Linked DNA regions of Rattus norvegicus: region 1 is linked to region 2. The links are chromatin contacts, called in public Hi-C maps. All regions are on one chromosome and are shown on one strand. The core of a region is the stretch at or near the end of the contact, and the rest is flanking DNA. Distances in the headings are between cores, read along the strand shown.

Region 1 (6,250 bases), core at 3,750-6,249, 190 kb before region 2:
TCAAGGCAAGCTCCTGTTACATAAACAAGATTGAAGAGGTGAACTCATAGGCTCAGTCCATACAAACTGGAATTGTAAAAACATTTGCTCTCTCAATAGATGTAGGCCAGGCGCCTCGCTCTGTGTTCTTTTGTTGAAGTATAGTTACAGCTCTGGGCAACTGGCACAACTCTTACTTGAGTTAACACCGGTTTGTAGTTGAACTCACGAGCCCTTCTGCCAGCTGCATGGATCAAACGAGTTAGTTAAATGGGGATGTTCTGTTCCACTGCCGCACCGACCCCATATGTTCTATGGTGACGCTGATGTCTACATTCTGTATGACTCAGTACTACCCCCACTCTTCTAGTCTATTAATAATTGCAAAGGGCTTCTGGTCAGTCTATCCTGTTGGGGTTCAGACCCAGGACAAACAGCTGAGGTGCATATTTAACATACCAAAGTGGACCTGGTCTCTAGGTTCTCCAGGCATACCCTGCCCTTTAACCTGAACTTTCCAGCCCAGAGGCTGGGCTTCCCCTCTCCCAGATGCTCTTTTCTATATAATCCAGACATTTTGGTCTCTCTTCCTTTCTCTCTCTGCAACTGTACCACTGACCCCATATCCCCACCCCCATCCACTCCTGTCTCCCTCCTCATGGAGACTTCCCTGGCCTCATTCATTGGGACCACTCAACTCACCCAAGTTTAAGTCCCAATAAACCTGCCTTTATATACACTCTAATCTGGCTTGAATTGGCTCATTTCACTAGCAGAGAAATAACTTATCACACTCTACCATGATAGCCTTCACTGCAGAAACCTTAGGATTCTGGTACCTACTGAGTGTGCGTCCTCAGTCATATATGACATGTGCAACTATATTATAGGTCTGCAGTGATTTATACCCGTGTAAAAGCTCATTGGTTACCATTGCCATAAACCACAATTTGATTGGTGGATACCAGGATGGTACTTGGAATCTTACAAACCAGTTTAGAAAGTCTCTAATAATCCCTGAAATGTTTGGGCTTCTCTTTTGTCCCAGTGTTCTGTGACCCTGGAAATAACAGCAGGTTCCTCTGAGGAGAATTTTAGCATTTATTTATGGCAGTGCTGTAGAGTGCCTCTGAAGGGGACTTTTTCCTTCAAGGGGTTCTGTGTCACCTGTGACCTGTGACCTGTAACCTGTGACCTGGCTCAGTGTGGAGCCTCGGGGAGAAGGAGGACTTCATTGTGATGCCACAGACAGGTTGCAGGTGGCAGGTCCATGGGTTTGCCTGCTATAAAATTCAGGGGCATTGCAAAGTTTTCCCACATATTTAATTTTTAGGTTTGATATCCTGCCAAATATTAAACTTTAAGTGCATCTTTGTCTCTGCTGCCCATGGTCACGTGTTCATGTGTTTGTGCCAGTGTCATTTGGCTATTGCCACCCCAGAATCTCAGTACAGCAGGAATCAGGGAGATAGCTTAGTGGAAGCCTGCAGCCCCATATCCCATATGCTACAGAGTTTTTCTGTTGTTGCCCATGACTAATGTATTTTACAGAATCACCACGTAAAGATACAGGTATAAGGATGCATTAACGTGTAAGTCCTGACTCTCTGGAAAGGTACCCAAGTTAATTATTTTACCCTATTTTTTTTCTTTTTATTAGGTACTTGGCCAGTTCAAATTTCACAACATTACACCTATGGCCACACAATTGATTGTGTGTTTGTGTACACATGCATGCTAAGGTACAGTGAAGAAGTTGAAGGATGACTTTGGGCAATTGGTTCTTTGCTTCTACCTTTTTCTCTGAGGTAGGATCTGTTATTTCTGTGCTGTGTGTTCTGGACTAGTTGGCCTAGTCTCCTGTCTTCACCTTGCTTGCCATAGACATGCTTAGATTACTTTGCATCACATCTGGCTTGTTATGTGGGTTCAGGGGATCAAACTGGTAGTTTTCAGGCTTGCAGAGCAAGCGTTTCTACTTAGAAAGTCATTTCATGGTTGTTTTTGTTGTTTTTGGTTTGAGGCAGTGTCAGGCTGGCTTTAAACTTGATGTAGCTGAGGATGACCTTGAACTCCTGACCTAGTCTAGAGTTCTGAGATTTTGTGTTCTCTGTTCTTGACATTTGAGTTGTTGATACTACACATTTGGATTGTAGGACACATTGTCCTCTCAGCCACAATGTATCTATGATGTTACTTTTTTGTCTTTTAGTAGGGTTGGGGCATGTATATCATTTAGTTGTTGGAATATTCAGAAACTATCCATTTCTTTTTCATTTCTTATCTAATTAGGGCAGGAAATTGGAATTGCGTAAGTAGATAATGTTATGTTTGAATTTCAATTCAGGAAAGTGAAGGCAACATTAAAGCACTACTTACTATTTCTTTGATAGAAAATGTCTCCTCGGGTTAGGCTCGCCTCCCTTTCAGTGACAGCCTGCTGTGGGAGCTCACACTTGGGATGCAGACTAGGAGGACAGAGAGTTCAAGGCCAGGTTGCCAGCAATATAGCAAGAGACTATCTCATAAAGAGAGGGGGTAGGTGGGTAGGGGAACTGACCCTGACTCAAGAACTCATGCATGTGCAAATCCATGATGACCCAAAGCAGATCTTGAGTGAATCTGTCAATGTACATAATTTGCTATCTCTCTTTAGAAATATGGTTATACCAACCAGATCTCCCAGAGCTCCTAGGGACTAAACCACCATCTCAAGAGAACACAAGGATGGATCTATGGTTTCAGTTGCAAATGTAGCAGAGGAAGGCCTTGTTGGACATCAATGGGGGGAGAAGCCCTTGGTCCTATCAAGACCGGATGCCCCAGTGTAGGGGAATGTCAGGGTGGGGAGGTGGGAGGGAGTGAGTGGGTGGGTGACAGAACACACTCATAGAAGCAGGGGGAAGGGAGGATGGGATATCCGGTTTCTGGAGGGGAAACTGGGAAAGGGGATAACATTTAAAATGTAAATAAAAAATATCCAATAGACAAAGAAAAGAAAAAAGAATCATCTCTGATTAACAAGCAACCAAAATAAAAAAAAAGAAAAAGAAAAAAGAAAAGAAAAAAGAAAAAAATTCCTATCCCATTTACTTATAAATCTATGCAAGATATTAGTAAACGGACAAACAGCAGCATGAAGAGGTGCTTCATACAAGCAGCAAACAACCGAGAAGGGTCTTAGGAGCAGTGGCTTTGGGGTACGTGTGTCTGCTTCTCATTGGTGGCCACAGTGACCCTGGATGGGGCTTCCTCAGACTCCCTTTTCTGCATGACTAGAATCACAGTGTCTAGGGTACAGGTAGGAGTAGCTTTGGGATTTAGCTGCTTCACCAGCCAGAGTGGGTGGAAGATAAAGGCAAGGATACGACACCATTGCTGTAGCTCCCTTCTTCCATGAGGCCTTTGTTGAGGCACTGGCCACGGGGAGGAAGAATCTACAACTGGTTTGTGAGTAAACTTTTGAGGCAGGTGTGAGGCCAGCGTTCGATCTTACCCAGTCACTTTGCAGTTTTGATTTGCTGTTCAACAGTCCTGAAGGTCCTGCTAGGGGCACCAGCGACTTCCGGGGTGTGGCCTAGCTCCCGACTTAACTTTCTTCTTTAGATCTCAGCTCTCCCTCTCTTTCAGGGAGCCTGCCCCTAGGCACCAGTCTACTCTGGTCTTTTGCTTCCTAAGTACTCCTCCTTGTGATCCTTTCGGTTTGGATTTATATTAATCGGCAATGGCTGTCTGGTTTATCTGAGTGTCCTTTGAGAGTAGGCACCTGTCTTACTTAGGGTTTCTATTGTGACAAAAACGTGACCAAAAAACAACTTGAGCAAGAGTTGTTTGTTTGTTTTTTCTGCCTCCACTTCCACAGCACAGTTCATCCCTAAAGGAAACCAGGGCAGGAACTCAAGGCAGGAACCTGGAAGCAGGCACTGAAGCACATGCCAGGGGGATGTGCTACTTACCCGCTTGGTGCTCATGGCCTGCTCAGCCTGCTCTATTACAGGGTGACACAGCTCACAGTGAGCTGAGCCCACCCACATTAATCCTTAATTAAGAAAATGCCCCCTCAGCTTGCCCACAGGTCAATCTGGTGGGAGCGTTTAAAAAAAAAAAAACAAAAAACAAAAAAACAACTAAGGTTCCCTCTTCTCATGACTGTAGCCTGTTTCAAGCAGCGGTAAAAGCTAACCAGCACAGTATCTTACCCGCTTATGCCCCATCTCTCCATGCCCAGCCACTGCCTGAATTTATAAGTGCTTTCCCAGATCACAGAAATATCAGCACTTACTATGGGTTGCTACCGCTGTATTAGAAGCCTGGTCTGTTAGACAGCTGTCTTCTGTGTGTGGAAGGTGCGAGTGGGCAGCATGCAATTTACAATCGTGTAGGAATAAACCAGCTAGGACTTATTTAGTGCGGTAATTTAGGACTTTTTTTTTTTTTTTCCTTCTCAGTTCCATCTCCAACCCCAAGCCTAGGCTACCAAGTTAGGATAGTGTGTGGTTTAACTAGGAGGTGGATCAAAGCCCTGGTTCCTTCCACTGCTATGTGGTGGAAGCCCTGGAGTCACGACGCGTCCAAGGCCTCCTTATATTAAACAAAGAGATTGTCAGCCCTGCGCCCAGGTGGCAGAAATTCGGAGCTCTGGAGCAATCTGATTTGGGAAGAGGTTTAGGGAAAGGGGGTGTGACGCAGTCTGCAAGGTGAAAGTTGGCGGCGTGTGAGTGGCAAGCTTTCTGGACCCCTGGGGTGTGTCTGCGAGGGCTTGCCGGTCAGTGGCGTGCGCGCGGGTGGGATTGCTGGGGAGAGTCGGCGTCAGCCCCCCCTCCCCTTTCGGCTGGCTCCTGGCGGAGCGGGGTGCAGGTGCGGGAGGGCGCCGGGGCCGCGGGCTGCGAGGAGCCGCCGCGGGCGGCAGGAGGCAGCGTCGGCCCGGGCGGCGCGAGGCAGCGCGCGGTGATGTCAGTGGCGGCCCGGCTGGCAGCGGCCGGCACTTCCTGTATAAAGGCGGGCGGGCCGGGCTGCGACTCCCGCGAGCCGGGGCTGGGCTCTGGGAGGCAGGCGGCAGCGGCCGAGCGGTGGCAGGGCTGTCACCTTCGCGAGCCCAGCTCCTGGCGCTTCCCCGGGCCGTCCCTTCCGTTTCTCCGGGCTCCCGGCGTTGACATCTACGAAGCGGAGAGCTGTATGTGCGCGCGCGCGGGAACGGAAGAATGGCAGTGCTCAAACTCTGCGATCAGGTAGGGGCGCGGGGCGCGGAGAAGGGGGCGCGGCGGGCGCCGAGCGAGCGGTGCGCGCCCCGGGCTGTTTACGCGCAGCCTTTGAGCGTGCACGGCCTGCCTCGGGGCTTGGCTCCCGCGCAGTCTCCGCCCTGGACCGTCGCAAGTGCGCGTTCGCGGCCGGAGAGGGTCGGCGGGGTGCGGGAGTGGCCGCCGGGCGCGGGTCGCCGCCGCACCGGGAAAGGGGAGACTCGGGCTGTGTCGTGCACTCAGGAGCAGTCAGCTTGGGGGTCCTCGGGGGAAGGCTCCCTGAGGTCAGGGGGAGGAAGGTGGACGGCGGGAGAGAGGATCGCAGCCCCTCTGCCCCGGACCTCTCCCGCGCCAGGCTAGAGGCTGGCCGATCCCCGCTCCGGTGCAAAAGCCTGCCTTCATCGGTTGGATAGAACACCCCGACTTCCTCTTTAGTTGCCCAGGGGCTGGGTGTGGGGTGTGGGATTGGGGGTGCTGAGAGACGCGCGTTCTCGGCCCAGGTCTCCGAGTAGGAGATGGGAGTCAGGTCCCGGACTGAGCTCGTAGACGCTGGTGCCCATGAGCTTTGTTGCTTTTCTGACTGAGACATCACACCGGGCAGCCTGGAGTTTGGCTTGAAGGAATGGGATTATGTATTGAATCTGATTGACAGTCTTTACCACATATCTAGATATTGACACTCACGGAAGTTCAACTTAATTGTGTGAAACAAAACCAAACCAAACCTCTTCACAGCTCTTTACAAGGGGGAAAGACGAAGCTTTATTCATGTCCCGATTTATTCATCCACACTGACATGAACATTGTTTTGGGGGCCTGATAAGCAGCGTGGCGATCTTGACTTTGATATATGGTATCAAACAGTCCAGCCCCCTCTATCAAACACCTCAAACTTCTTAATAGGATGCATCTGGTGTCTTGCTAGTTAGAATTCAGCCAGAATGTTTTGCAACTTAAGTGCAACCTTTGCAATAGTGAGCCACAATGGTTTGTTTTGCCCCTTTAGATTAAATTTAGTTCAGCTTGCTTTTACC
Region 2 (6,664 bases), core at 261-2,760:
CAAGAACTGTGGTGTTCTTAACTACTGGGCTGGGTCTTCAGCCCCGAGAACATTTACAGAGAAAAACACCATATGAGCTGCCTTCTGAACTCGTCTGTCCATTTGCTAGATCACACGCACATCTCCTCCCGCTCATTTTGGCCCAGCCTCTCTCTCCGTCCTACTGTGCTTATGTCACACCCGGGGCTGTTGACTGCCTTGACTTCTCCATTAGTCAGACTTGGAGTCTGATGCACTTTCAGGTTAGGACAAGAGCTGAGAGTCTTAGCTTCTGTTTTAAAGAACCCTGCATCTTAAAGTTTACCCCACCATTGACTGGCCGTATGGCTTATAGGTGGCCTAGGTCCCTCAGGCCTGAGCTGATGTAATACAGAGGCTGACACATGTAATGATAAAGCTAACATTGACTAAATGTTCATTCTGTGCCAGGCTCTTGGACATATATCCCATATTTTTCCTCCTTGCCATCCCAGGAGGAAGGGGTGCTCTCATCAACCTCACAGTGAGGCAGTCAGTGGCAGTGGGTCTTCTGAGCAGCATGTGGGGTCAGGGATTAGAGCACAGTCTAGTGTTAGAGAGCAGCTTCTCGTCCGACATCTGTACACATACATCTCCCCAGAGGAACAACCATAGTCGAAGATTTTCTCTCAAGTTTGGATTTGATCCAGTTTAAGTGGTGCCTATATTTGAGAGAGAGAAGGGGAGGGAGAGGAGGAGGGACAGAAAGGGGGAGAGGGGGAGGGGGAGAGGAAGGGGAAGGGGGAGGATGAGGAAAAGGGAGAAGGAGAGGGAGAGGGAGAGGGAGAGGGGGAGGGAGAGGGAGAGGGAGAGGGAGAAGGGAGAGTTGTCCCCATAGACAGACAACTCTGTGTTTTTTTTTTTTTTCTTTCTTTCTGCTTTTATTACATTCACGAGAACTGTCAGTTCTTCCATTTGACCTTTCTGGGCATTTTAGAAATGCTCTTAGGGAGCAGAGGAAGTTATTTTCTTTCTTCCTGTTTATTTCGTCCTTTCTGAAAAAAAAAATCCTGCTCCTGTTAAGACCCTGCTTCCCCAGAGGCTCATTCCCAGGCCTGGTGTCAGTCTCCAGAGCGCCTCACCACTCACATCAACTGCTGTGTGGGATCTGGAAGGCTCTATCACAAGGGGACACAGTTGTCTGCACCACTGGGCAATGTCCGATGTGTTTTCATTTGTTAGACGGCTTAAATGTTCCACCTCCGTGAGCACCCGTCTCGTTCTGCTCTCCAGCTGGGGCTATTCCGTCTACGAAAACCTGCCTCCTCCAGCATCTTTCAACTTCAGGAAGGCAGTCACTCACACAAACCCATAATTCTCCTATTCTAGTTAAAAAACAAAGTGTACTTGGGCTCAAATCACATTGCTTCTTGATACAAGCCCCCCTGTCACAGCAAGAGAGGAATGGGAACTCCTGAAGAGGCACTGTGTGGAATCAGGCATTTGGTCCAGCTATTGGCATGAGGCAGCTGCCTCAGGCTGTCCAGCAAGTTACATAAGCGAGACTGCCTTAGACTCTTCCGGTACAGGCTCTCTTTATTCCAAAGCTTCTACAAGTACTAGCCTGTGATGACGCAATATGAGCTTTTGGCCTTTTGGTTCACAGTCCTTCTGAAGCAACTGCAGACGACCATTCTGGTCTGTGGAATGAAAAGCTAATTTCAGATGAATGCGGACAGTCCCTTTGAACACACTGTGCACACCTTTAATGCGCTGAAAGCTTATTTTACTCACTGATTAGTAATGATCAGTTTGCCGAGTTTAACTTGTAGCCTTCAGATGAAGGGTAAAAAGATATTTAATGTATAATTTAATGTATACTCCATGAAAGGCTTAAAGTTTTTCAAGTGGAAATGTCTGTAGAGGGCTGATAAACTAAAAACTCACCCATCCAGAGGATTTATTTTAATAGAAACGTATTTTCAGATACAAATGCAAAGTCTCTCTTGCTATGGTGCGCCCCTAAAATATATTTGAAATGACAGCAAAAGCATATACATATGTTAATTATCTTCGCGTGCCTTTTAACTGACTTATAACAAGACAGCATCAACGGGTAACCTTTTAGACTCAGACAAAAGTGGTTTCCTACCTTTCTGATAGTTGCATCGTCTTCTTTCTCTTCTCAGTTTTTGACACATCTGAGGGTGGTAAACCTAGGCATGAGCTGGTCTTCAGAAGCCCTTAGCGGTGCTCAGCTCGGAAGCAAGCACGGCTGTGTAGTGATGTCCAGAATAGAGGCTTCTCTAAAGTCGATGCGTCACCTTCCCCACTTTCCTAGCTCAGTTCCGAGGCTGAGCGTTTCAGGCAGACCATAGCTTAGGTCCTTACACAGATATATACACCCTGAACTATGCTGGGTAGCCATGGGGGCCCAATGGCTGCCCCAAATACTATCAAGCCATAGAAATGATTTAAATGGAAGCCTCTAAAATCAGGTCACAGTGAGATATTTCTCTAGTCCCTAGATGCTCACAGTGATTAAGTTAACTTTATCATTTTCGTTATTACAAAATAACTATACATTTACTGCAAACCAAAATGAATCATTGAAAGATCTCCCTAATCAGAATTTATATTGGCATTTTGGTAAAATTTTAGAAATATATATGCATATACATACATATATATACATATATATTCTATATTTTATAGAAAATATATAATTATCGTGTTAATAGGAATTATCATAGTGTTTTGTTTGAATAATTCATTATAAAAATGAATACCACAGCAGAGAGACACAGATTTGAGTAGAGAGCAGTGCTGGATTCAGGCCGCCTTTGATAGTTCTCTGCCTTGGTCAAAGGCAAGAGGAGTTAGCATTTGAAAACAGTGTTAACTTGTTAACCGCATGTGCACAGACCCATCGGCAGCAAATTGATTTCTTCAAGTCAAGATCGAGGCACACGAGTCTCTTAGACAGAGGGAAGTCCCTCAGATATTTCTGTGACGAGCACAGTTTGTGACCTCCTTCACAAGGTCCACACACTTTTAGTATTTTGCCATAAAGATTGTTGTTAATGACCATATTTTAATAATATACTTATCCAGTAAAAATATTACTTCCTGAAAGAACAACCTTGGTGATATTTTGGTTGGGATGAGCCAAGGTAGGATCCACCGGCTTGTTGGAATGAAGAGATGTGCAGATGTTTGGGCGGGGGGGGGGGGGGTGTGTGTAATATTTTTATCACAAGACACTGGAGCCTGGCCAGAAAGACTCTGAGGTAATGCTTGAGAACACTTCACAGGGAGGTGAACCAGCACAGCCTTTCTCAGAAGCTGTTTTTCTACTGCTTATCCAGAGTCTTTACAAGGTGCAGACTTTTGATCCAGCAGTTGTATGTCTAACAGTGCTGCTAGGAAGTGAGCTGCAGGGGGAAGTGTTCTCAGAGAGATGTTTACTCTTCTGTTTTTCTTAATAGCAAAAATCTGGAAAGAGCTTCTTAAGTCTAGTGACTGGGGACTGGTTAAGTAAATACTCCAAATTGCAGATATTATATAGTCATTTACAGTTATATTAGTGAAAAAATAACACACGGAAGTATTTATAAGGTAGCATTAAGGGAGAATGCAAGAAACGAGTATTTCTACACTACATGAGTTCAGCCATGGAAAATTCTACATATACTCCACATATACACATGCAAATGCCCATGCATAGATATGCACACACATGCACACAGTTATGTCTAGATGCACATATATATATATATACACATATTCACAAAAATGGAAGAAAAGGTTCCAGAACACTAATACTAGCTTATATAATCAGTACATTTAAGAATAACTTCTTTTCTCTTTTTTTGTGTTTTCTTTGATCATCTTTATCAATAATACATTGTTTAGAACAAAATATATCTTTACAACTTGATCAAAGTCATTCATTTATTCATTCATTCATTCATATATTTGCATTTCTTATTTTGGCAAATACAGTGTGCATGTGTCTAGTGTGTGTACAGATATATTAGTATATCTTGTGAAAATGAATATATCAATATATTGATATAATTAATAATGAAAACAAGGTCAAAGGTGATGGGACTTGGTGGACTGGTGATTTTGGTTTTCATTTTGGCAGTACTGGTGAGTGAGGTAACTATTTGGTCAAGCCTCGTCCTTCACTGAGATATACTCTATAACTGTTATCTATGAGCATGGTTCAATAGCTCAATAATGTACAGATTCTCATAATGATAGAGATTTATTTCTAAACACCATAACCAAAAGCTAATACTTTAGAATGACTCATCCCTCCTCTAACACACTGGATATTTATATTTTGAAGTGTGTTTAATGAGTATATTTGTTTACGTGAGTGCAAGCACCCATCATGATCCTGCCGTCCTCCCTGCTTGGCTTCACCCTCTCATCTCCTATATCTTTCTTCTGGTTTCTACGTTTTCCCTTTCTGTCTGTCTGTCTTTCTTTCTTTCTTTCTTTCTTTCTTTCTTTCTTTCTTTCTTTCTTTCTTTCTTTCGTCCTTTCTCTCTCCTTTCCTTCTTTTCCTTCCTTCCTTCCTTCCTTCCTTCCTTCCTTCCTTCCTTCCTTCCTTATTTATGAAATGAGGTCTTGCTATGTAGCTGAGGCCAGGATAAAACTCACCATGTAACTCAGGATAGCCTTGAACTCACCACTCATCTGCCGTAGCCTCCTGAGTCCTGCGATTACAGGTCTGAGCAACCATTTTTAATCATTTTTTTAAGTTGAGATTGAAATCATATGCAATTCAATGGCTTTGAGTGTTTTCTCAAGGTTACACAACTATCACCACTGTAACTCTAGAACATTCTTATTATTCCTGGGATGAACCACATTCTCATTAGCATTCATTCTCCAGTCTCCCTCCCCAGACCCTGGCAACCACTAATCTACTTCTGTCCTTTTGAATTGTTTGAGCCTTTTCCTTAGACAAATTCTTTCAGGCCTTTGGGGAACATTTATTTAGTTAGACAACTTACATTATATCCACTAAAATAAGCATCAAATGGGCAAGCCGTGCCAACCTAACAGATGCTTCCGGCACAGTAACGAATGGGTTAATTCTTTGCTACCAGACTGTACAGAAAGCCCTTCTTCTTGCAACACAAATGCAATAAAGGGAAAGGTTTACTTACTATCTTTTAACTGAATGAAAACACCATAAACAAAGACAAAGACAAAGGAAGACTTAGATAAAATATTTCTAGCATGTATTCCTGGTAAATACACAGTCCACTCCCCCCCAAAGTCTTTAGAGCCTTTGAAGATCAATGAATGAAAGCCCACACACAGACACACAAGTTTAGAACAATGGGCAAAAGTCATGAAAAATGCTTTCAGATAAGATAAACAAATGTCCCTTGATACAGAAGATGATGCTCCACTTCCTTCATAATAAGTTGAATGCAGATGAAAGTCCCACGGGGATGCTGGTTCTCAGTCATCAGAGGGCAGCTATTCAAACGCCCGAGTCTGTGGAGAAGAGGCACACTCATGCAGTGAGGGTCAAGTTACCCAGCACTACAGAGAGAGAGTTGGCAAAGCAAAACCCAACAAAAACACATGCCCATCTGCTTAACAATTATACATAATATACAGACACATGGGAGTCTTCCCATCAGTGTTCCTGGTAATAGCAAAATGCTGCTTACAACCCAATCCATAGGCTAGGAGTCTGCTAAGATAGTTCGTCCAGGCAGGAGGGACAACACAACTGCATAATATTAAGGCTGTCCTCAAGAAGCGACCACTCAACTAGAGTTCCAGGATATCGTCAGCAAACACACTGTCAGAGAAACACAGGAAGCATATGCTAAAACTAATGAAAATGGTTAGTATAGGGAGGCTACACACACACACACACACACACACACACACACACACACACACACAGAGAGAGACAAAAGCATGCACACAGCACAAGCATACACACTGCACAAACACGAGCACACTCATGTGCACTAACAATGGAGGCCACAGGTGAGCCACAAGTGTCTTCTTCAGGAACCATCTACCTTGAGTTTTTGAGGCAGGGTTTCTCACTGGGGGTTAGAATTTGCTAATTAGGCTCAGTTGCTGGCCAGTGAGCCCTGTCTCTGCCTCATTAGTGCTGCGACTGCAAGTGAGGGCCACAGTGCCCAGCATCTCATAGGTAATGGGAACCAACTGGCAACCATTATGCCAACTGAGACACCGCCTAAGCGTGAGGCTTTTAAAAATACATAATTTTGATTTGTGAAGTATAAATATTTTAATATGAATAAAACACATTAAATTGAATCTACTTAAAAATTTAAAACGGAATCAAATTACCAGCTATCTATCAAGGCACTAGCACAAGCACACAGTAGTCAGATAGCTTTACATAAAGCGCTCCTTGTATGAGGGAAATCATTGTGGGAAAGTTTTGTTTCAAATGGCTTATTAAACCACAAATTCACACAGCTTATAGGATGTGTCGGTAGGTGCCATCTTAAGTACTCAAGTGGTTTTCTTTTTTTACTGAAGTAAAATACATAAAACAGAAACATCCCCATTGTAGCTATTTCTAAAGAATTAATAGTTTGGGGCTGGAGAGTTGACTCCGTGGTTAAAAACACCGTCTACTCTTCCAGAGGACCCAGGTTCAATGCCCAGCACCCACATGGCAGCTCAC

The links. A called contact is a pair of places that touch in the nucleus more often than the background predicts.
Region 1: a contact with region 2 is called in a Hi-C map of hepatocytes, with 1.6 times the contacts expected there. The contact joins the promoter of Ankrd44 here to the enhancer-like site in region 2. A contact is called at or near these places in 8 of 12 Hi-C or Micro-C datasets (the A7r5 cell line, the Rat2 cell line, Schwann cells and 4 more) and 1 of 1 datasets of contacts at active chromatin or transcription factors (oligodendrocytes).

What each region holds. Positions count from the first base shown.
Region 1 is chr9:63,920,689-63,926,938 of GRCr8, reverse strand. Ankrd44 (ankyrin repeat domain 44) reads left to right here and starts at 4,999. Exons shown (of 28, transcript NM_001191807.4): 1 at 4,999-5,207. The coding sequence starts at 5,181.
Region 2 is chr9:63,725,222-63,731,885 of GRCr8, reverse strand. All of the region lies in intron 9 of Ankrd44 (ankyrin repeat domain 44), which reads left to right. Among named protein-coding and RNA genes, the nearest start is that of Pgap1, 190 kb to the right of the region's middle. Within about 2 kb of position 1,510, at least 35 of the 93 cell types and tissues checked have an H3K27ac peak or open chromatin away from gene starts, as enhancers often do. A contact at or near this core is called in Schwann cells, hepatocytes and kidney, where this site is marked.